2 separate regions of the Pan troglodytes genome follow, and region 2 is linked to region 1. A link is a contact called in public HiChIP or PLAC-seq data. All regions are on one chromosome and are shown on one strand. Each heading gives the region's core, a stretch centred on a gene start, on an enhancer-like site or on the middle of the called end of the contact. The rest is flanking DNA. Distances are from core to core; before and after follow the strand shown. Region 1 holds the start of SYS1 (SYS1 golgi trafficking protein). Region 2 holds the start of DBNDD2 (dysbindin domain containing 2).

What was found. HiChIP or PLAC-seq counts read pairs in DNA pulled down with a chosen protein or histone mark.
Region 2: an H3K4me3 HiChIP or PLAC-seq map of stem cell-derived excitatory neurons shows a contact between it and region 1, with 2.1 times the contacts expected there. The contact joins the promoter of DBNDD2 here to the promoter of SYS1 in region 1.

The regions. Positions count from the first base shown.
Region 1 is chr21:51,615,939-51,619,687 of NHGRI_mPanTro3-v2.0_pri, reverse strand. It overlaps SYS1 (SYS1 golgi trafficking protein), which reads right to left and starts at 2,305. Exons shown (of 4, transcript NM_001246408.1): 1 at 2,024-2,305; 2 at 1,646-1,810; 3 at 1-36. The coding sequence starts at 1,807.
Region 2 is chr21:51,660,454-51,664,160 of NHGRI_mPanTro3-v2.0_pri, reverse strand. It overlaps DBNDD2 (dysbindin domain containing 2), which reads right to left and starts at 2,289. Exons shown (of 4, transcript XM_024352109.3): 1 at 1,938-2,289.

The sequences.
Region 1 (3,749 bases), core at 1,056-3,555:
GGAGAGCCGGCCTGGAGGGGTGGAAAAGCCCAGGATCTGAGGGGGAATCACAAATGGAAATATACTGGAGAAGTGACTTGGCAGAGCCCCAGGATCTCAGCAAGCCTCCTAAGGAACAAGCATTCTTCCCAGAGCACAGAAGATAATACCTCCCTACATCTGTACGGCAGCCTATTTCCAATAGGTGCTTTCATAGACATCCATTATGGGATTTCATTTGTTTCTCACAGCAGGTGGAAAGGGATTATTCTCATTTTACAAAGGAGGACGTAAAAGCTCAGACAAGTTAAGTTGCCCAAAGTAATAAACAACAAGAGTAAAGTCTAGAACAGCGTTCAGCTGACTATGGCTCCATAGGCCCGGCATCTGCTCCTGTACATAAAGTTGTATTGAAACACAGCCACACGTATTCACTTATATATTTGTCTATAGCAGCCTTCTGTGCTACAATGGCAGAGCTGAATAATTGTGACCTAAAATCCTTACTACTTCACCCTTAAAGGAAAGGTTTGCTGATCCCTAGGCTAGAACTCAGGTTGTGTGCATCATATGGCTCTTCAACAAAGCCTGGCATTCCCACAGCTCTTCCCAGGAGGATAGAGTCTCCTACGAGACTACAACTAGGCATATGGTGGGTGTGCAACCTCCACTATCCAACACAATACTATCAAATGCCAAACATCTGCACCACACTTTCAGCTGACAAAGAAAGGTCTTTGACATACATAATCTCATATTATCCCTAAAAAAACCTCACAAAGCCATTCTTCTTCTTTTAATTCTTCTCACTTTTTGGATAATAACTTGCCCAAGGGCTAACACAGAGAACAAGCAGCAGGAGCAAGGACTCCATCCTAGGTCTCCTGGCTTTAAGAACTGTGCTCATCACCACGCCACAGCTGCCTCTTAGATGTAACAACTTATAGGCCTCCTTTACACTTTACAAAGTACCTTCTTATTCCTAAACCCCTCTGGGCCTTGTAACATTTTGTTGAGGGCAACATGGTAGGAGCATCCAGCCCACTTTTCAGAAAAGGCTCAGAAAGGGGAAGCAACTTGCCCAAGGTCCCACAGCTAGTTTTATATGTTTAGGCCTAGACTGAACCCTTGCTTTTCTGAACCCAAAGCACATGCTCTTTATATTGCAGTCCACGACCTCTCTGCAACTAGTCTCATGGTTTTGAAGACAGGAAAACAAGTTCACAGAGGTGACATTTGCCCCAGGTCACACAGCTAGTAAGTGGATCTTAAACGGACGCCTGTCTGACCCCAAAGTCCAGGCAGTTTCCACTGTACCCGCATGAATGCTCTTTTATCCACCCCTCTCTCCGATGTGGCACCTGACAACCTAGCTCAGAGAAATCAAGTCACTTTCCCAGAGTATCAGAAAGGAAATGTATCAGAGTTGCCTGGAACACAGACGTGTTTATTGTATTAACATCCAGGCCCTTTTCTTTGTACTAATCAGCCTCTGCTGTCATTCCATTTTATGGATGAGGCAGCTGAGGCTCAGAAAGGTGAAATCCCTTTCCCAGGGCTACAAAGAAAGAAGGTGACCCAGCCACGTCTACACCACAGTAGTGATGGACCACAAAGCCTACTCGGGGAGGCCGAGACCCCACCCGCCCCAGTCCGGGGACCCTACCTCGGCGTCGAACATCTGGTCCAGCGAGGGGCTGCTTCGCACTAGCCCGTCCACCAGCGCCAGCCACAGGCCCAGCGAGCCGTAATACACGGTCTGCATGAGGACGATCTGCGACAGGATCAGCACCGGGTCCCACACGTAGCTGCGGAACTGACCCGCCATGCCCTGCAGGGACACGAGCCGGGCCTCAGCCAGCGGCCCGTCTCCATGGCAACGTCGCCCCGCCCGGGAGGAGGGACTGGAACCAAGGGGTGAGCCCATTCCAAGAGTCAGGGGGAAGGCGGGGCGGACAGACCCATTCTCAGAGTGAGGGGAAATCCAGCCCATTCCGCCTGCGCGGCCCCCGCCCGTACACGAGCTCCTCTGGGGTCTACTCACCAGTGACAGACTCGACGATCGAAGTGTCTGAGCGTGGCCCGGCCTCACTGGCGGGCTCCCAAAACAGCGCTGACAGACAGGACCATGGAGGAGAGGCGCTGCCGGCCTAGAGAGGCAAAGCTCCAGCGACCACAGCGGCAGGAGCGGCTGCGTAGGAAAGAAACGTTTCCGGGGAAAGCAGCGGAGGGGCGGGGCTGAGGTTGCGCAGGCGTAGTGGGTGCAACCTCTGCCTGAACCTCCTGAACCAGGTACAAGCAGCCGGAGAGCGAACTGAGCACATGCGCAGAAGGAAGAGTGAAGGCAAACGGAAGAGAGGAACGAAGGCCGCAGAGCTTGCGCGCCCTCTAGAGGGGAATTCTTTTTTTAAAGGAAGGCGGCTAGGGGAGAGGGAAGTGGGGTGGCTTAGGACGCGGTAATGATGTTTGGGAATTAACGAGGTGATAAACTGTGTCGTTATTTTCAGCCTAAATTCTCAATGTTTTCTCCTAGTTAGAGTCTGATAACTTGAAGTGGACCTGCAAGCTCCTCCACGTAGGAGTTTGCCAATGTTCCCGCTGTACAGATAGTTAAGCTAAGGGCCAGAGAAGGAAAGCAACATACTGTTTCAACGACACAGTTAGTAGCAAAGTAAGGATTAAAATTCAAGTGTTGGTCGGGCGCGGTGGCTCACGCCTGTAATCCCAGCACTTGGGGAGGCTGAGGTGGGCGGATTACCTGAGGTCGGTGTTTCGAGACCAGCCTGACCAACATGGAGAAACCCCGTCTCTGCTAAAAATACAAAATTAGCGGGGCGTGGTGGCGCACGCCTGTAGTCCTAGCTACTCGGGAGGCTGAGGCAGGAGAATTGCTTGAACCCGGGAGGCAGAGGTTGCGGTGAGCCGAGATCACGCCATTGCACTCCAGCCTGGGCAACAAGAGCAAAACTCCGTCTCTAAATAAATAAATAAATAAATAAAATTCAAGTGTTTCCTCAACACTACAACATTGATTTCGCACCTACTGGGTGGCAGGAAGGCTAGAACATGTATATATAAGACAGCCCCTGCCCTGAGACACAGATGAACTATATTAGAAGGCAGAGTAGTGGGTGTTTTAAAATGTGGGTGTCCAGTGGAAAAAGGCACAGGTTCTGAAGTCGCACATAGGAGTAAATCCTGACCCTCTCTGCTGCCATGACTGTTTTATCTATCTTCCAAATCCGAATAGTGGACAGTCAGTAGATATTTGCTGAATGAGTTAAGAACAGAAAAAGCAAGAGCAAATCGATAACTCACTTACTCCTACTCCAGCAGACGAAAACCCATCAACTTCATTGATCCTAGGTTCCCCCTCTCTGGAGTGGAAAGACGGGAAGTAAGTGGTTCCAGGAAAAGAATTTGGGTTTTAGGGCCAGCTATGCCACCCAGTGTGACCAGCAAGCCACTTCCTTCTTTAAACCTCAGCTTCCCTGTTTATGAAATGAGGAGTTGGACATGATTAACGTTTTCCACCATTTAATCTACCTTCCAGTAATTATTTTCTCATTAAAAAAAAACTTAGGCTGGGCACAGTGGCTCATGCCTGTAATCCCAGCACTTTGGGAGGCTGAGGCGGGCAGATCACAAGGTCAGGAGTTCGAGACCATCCTGGCTAACATGGTGAAACCCCATCTCTATTAAAAATACAGAAAATTAGCTGGGCGTGGTGGCAGGCGCATGTAGTCCCAGCTACTCGGGAGGCTGAGACA
Region 2 (3,707 bases), core at 1,040-3,539, 44 kb before region 1:
GCAACTCCTCCCGCGCCCCTCCTTTTCTCTCCACACACACAAACACGTACACACGCATGTGCCATCTACCCCAAACCCTTGCTCTGAAGTCACAGGCCTGACTTCCAGACTAGGCTCTGCCCCTAAGGAAATCACCTTTCTGGTCTTAGTCTCCCCATCTGAAAATGGCATAACCAACCTACCTGCCTCAAATACAAGACCCTGCTTGTGAAGGTGAGCTATTTAGGAGACGACCATCTTTCCTTTGAACTCCAACAGCTCTTTATGCGTCCCCCTCCTGGGACACATCTCACTGACTTATCTCCCCATTAGTCAGTGAGGAGCAATTGGAAAGGCGGGTTCTGGGTCCAGTTCAGAGCAGGCCTCCTGACCCCTAGGGCTGAGAAGCTGAGACCCTGCCAGAGCACTGAGGCTATGGGCCAGCCCAGGTCGGTGCATTCACTCCCATTCGCTCATCTTCCCGGCGTTCTGCTCTGAGCCCATCACCAGAGGCAAGGGAGTTTCTAGCTTGAGGATCAGACGTCATCCTCCGCAGACTGCCTTCCCCACCTCATCTGCACCCAGCGTATCCCAGACCCTGGCCAGCTCCACGGGCGCCACAGAGGTGGAGAGGGACCCAACCCCGACTGGCCAAGGCAGGGCCACGGAAGTCTGGGGAGACCGTGCGGCCGCGGGCTGGCGGCGGAGGAGCGAGGCGCTGACGCCGATTCCCGGGAAAGGCTCTTAGAGCTGCCGCCCAGGTCACAACGCTAAAAATACCCAGGGCCCCTGGAGCCTGTGCTCCAGCAGCGAGGAGGGGGAGGGAGAGGCCGAGGTGGGGGAGCTGACGGGAGCCAGGGGCTCTGGGACACCCCCTCTCTTTTCCCCTCCCCCTAACCCCACCGATCTCACGAGACTGAAGGAGCTGTCCCCCGGGGGGCCGCGGAGCCCAGAGCTGGAGAAAGGGAGTTGTTTACGCGACCTATAGGTACTGGAAAGGGGGTGAAGAGATTTGGGGGCAGGAGGCTGCCAGGGGCCGGGCAGGAGCCAGCGAAATGGAGAACTCCCTCTCGGTCTCAGCCCCACCCGCACTGGAGCCAGCAAGAGGGAAAAAATTCCCTAAAAAGGGACACGAGGCGTCGGCGGAGGACGGGGGGAGGGCGCTCCCCCAAGGCCGTTCCCCTCGTGCTCCGGTCCCCTCCGCGGTCCACCGCGGCACCTGCGCCCACCGCCGCCGGAGCCCCTACCTGCAGCGCTGGCGCCCCCTCTGACTCAGTCCGTCCGCTCCAGCGAGGCCGCGGCGGGGGCGTGGGAGCGAGCCGCGTCGGCCGGGGTGGGGCTGCGCCTCCAGGGCTCCCGGGGGACCGACGGGCCCTGGGAGCCGGGAACGAGGAAGAGGCGGGAGGCGGAAGTGGGGGAGGGGCGGTGGCGGGCTCACTCGCTCGCAGCTCGCCCGGCGGTCGGAGGCAGCCCCTGCGAGCGCGGCTACTGGTACTTCCAAGGCGGTCAAAAAGTTACCCGCACCCATCCTTCCTCCCTCCGCCCAGCCGGGCTCCTCTGCACCACCCTCGCCACCGACGCCGGTGCGCTAGTCTCCGCTCGCTCGGATGCACTTGCTGCGCCCCCGCCCCGCGCAGACCCGCGGCGGGCGCCCGCGCCGGCTCTGCCCACGCACACTTGATGCTCTGCGCCTTTTGGGCAGCGCCCACGCAACGACTACGCACCCGAACCCTGCCTCCGGCACCCTTGGCCACACTTGCCACACTTACACGCGCGCACTTCTCCAGAGGACGCACGATGGGAAAGAGAGAGTTGGGACCCGCAGGAGGGGGCAGGGCACTGACCCGGTGCCGCCCAGCAGGGCAGGTGCAAGGCGGCGGAGGACCCCTGCCCTGGGACTCGCCCGGCTGCCCCTGATTCCTGGCTCTGGGACTAGACAGAGCCGCCGCCCAACCTACCAAGCACACTGGGCGGGGTGGGCGCCGGGCCGGCCGGGCGGGTCAGAGCTGGAAGGGTGGGCCGCTACGCCGCGCCCCCCGACGCCGGCAAGGAGCCAGCACCTCCACGGTGCTAAGAGGGGCGCTGCGCTGCTGGCCAGGCGGGGGTGGAGGGGCGAGGCGGCAACTGCGAGAGGAGAAACGTTTGCCCTCTTTTCGCAGCGTCTCCTGGCTCAGACCAGTGCTAGAAGTGTCCAGTCTAGCAGCTCCTGGACCAAGACTCCGTGGCCATTCCCTTCCTCCTGCCTTCCATCCACCCCCTTACGGTCAGAGCTCCGAAGGCAGCGTGGTGACGGGTGCGGGGAGGGGAGTGGGGGGATCTCTCTGAGATACTTCTGCCTTGGGGTCACTGGATCATTCATTCGACAAACATCCGCGAGCAAGTCAGGAACTAGGAGTCATCCTTGCCACCTCCCTCTCCCTCGCTGCCCATATTAAAATACACCTCCATTTCCTGTCGATTCTCTTTCCTAAATATCTTTCCAGTCCACCATTCCTTCCGTTTGCCCCACCACCTCCCGCCTGGGCTCCTAATGCAGTAACCTTCTATCTGGTTTTCTTGTACTCATTCTGGCCCGGCTACACTCCATTCCCTGCATTACAAGTCAGCTGTCATTTCAGAACACAAGTCTGGTGTGCCCCCCTCGACCCCCCCGCCACGCGGCGTTGCCTAAATTTCTCCACTATTAGAATAAAATCTGGACGCTGATATCTGAGCTAAGTCTTGAAGACATGAGTTCAACAAGCAGAAAAGAGGGAGAAGGGCATGTGCAGTGGGAGGGAAGTGTGAACAAATCATTGACACATTCAGGTTTCCCTGTCAGGGGACCAGCACTCTGTACACTAAAGCACTGCCTCTTAACATTATTGGGATCTCAAAACAACCCTGTGAGATAAATACAGCATGCAACTTTCCCACTAGTTTACAAGCATGGAAACTAGTTTGTGGGAGGCAACAAATGCAATGGTTAAGAGCACAGGCAATGCAGTCAGACCCTCTTGGGTTGTAAACCTATTGATTCCTCTAGCCAGCTGGGTAAACACTTCTCTGATCCTTGATCTCTTACCTACTAAAGAGGAATAATTAATCCCTCCCTCTTATAAGATAATTTATATAAAATGGTTAGTTACAGGACTTGGGCACTTTGGAAATGCTCAGTAATCGTTAGCTGTTTTGATGGTAATGGGTTCTGAGAAAGGGAGGGAACTGCTCTCTTCCACAAATTTCTGAAATTATAGGAAGTAAGCCCTAATTGTTAACACTTCCACAGAGCTTATTATGTGCCAGTCACTATTATAAGTGCTTTACAAAAATTAATCCTTTTAATCCTCTTGCTGTTTCCACTTTACAGATACAGAAGTTGAGATACAGAGAGGTGAAGGAACTTGTCCCAGGCCCTACAGCTAGTAAGTGATGGACCTGGAATTTAAGCCCAGGTAGACTGCCTCCAGAGACTGTGCTTACAACCCTTTTATCCTGTGCCTGTTCCCCTTTTATCCTGTTGTAGTTTTCATCTTCTAAGAACTATTTCATTGGGTTGGTTTGATTCTTATTTCTCATTAATGGATAGAGTAGATACTTCATCTAATTTTCTAGCACAGAAAATGAGGGCCAAGTCAGGAGTACAGTGGATAAGAGCTTAGCTCACTCCCAGTCATGTCCCCATTTTCAGAGATGTATCCCTTTTTTTTTTTGACAGAGTCTTGCTCTGTTGCCCAGGCTGGAGTGCA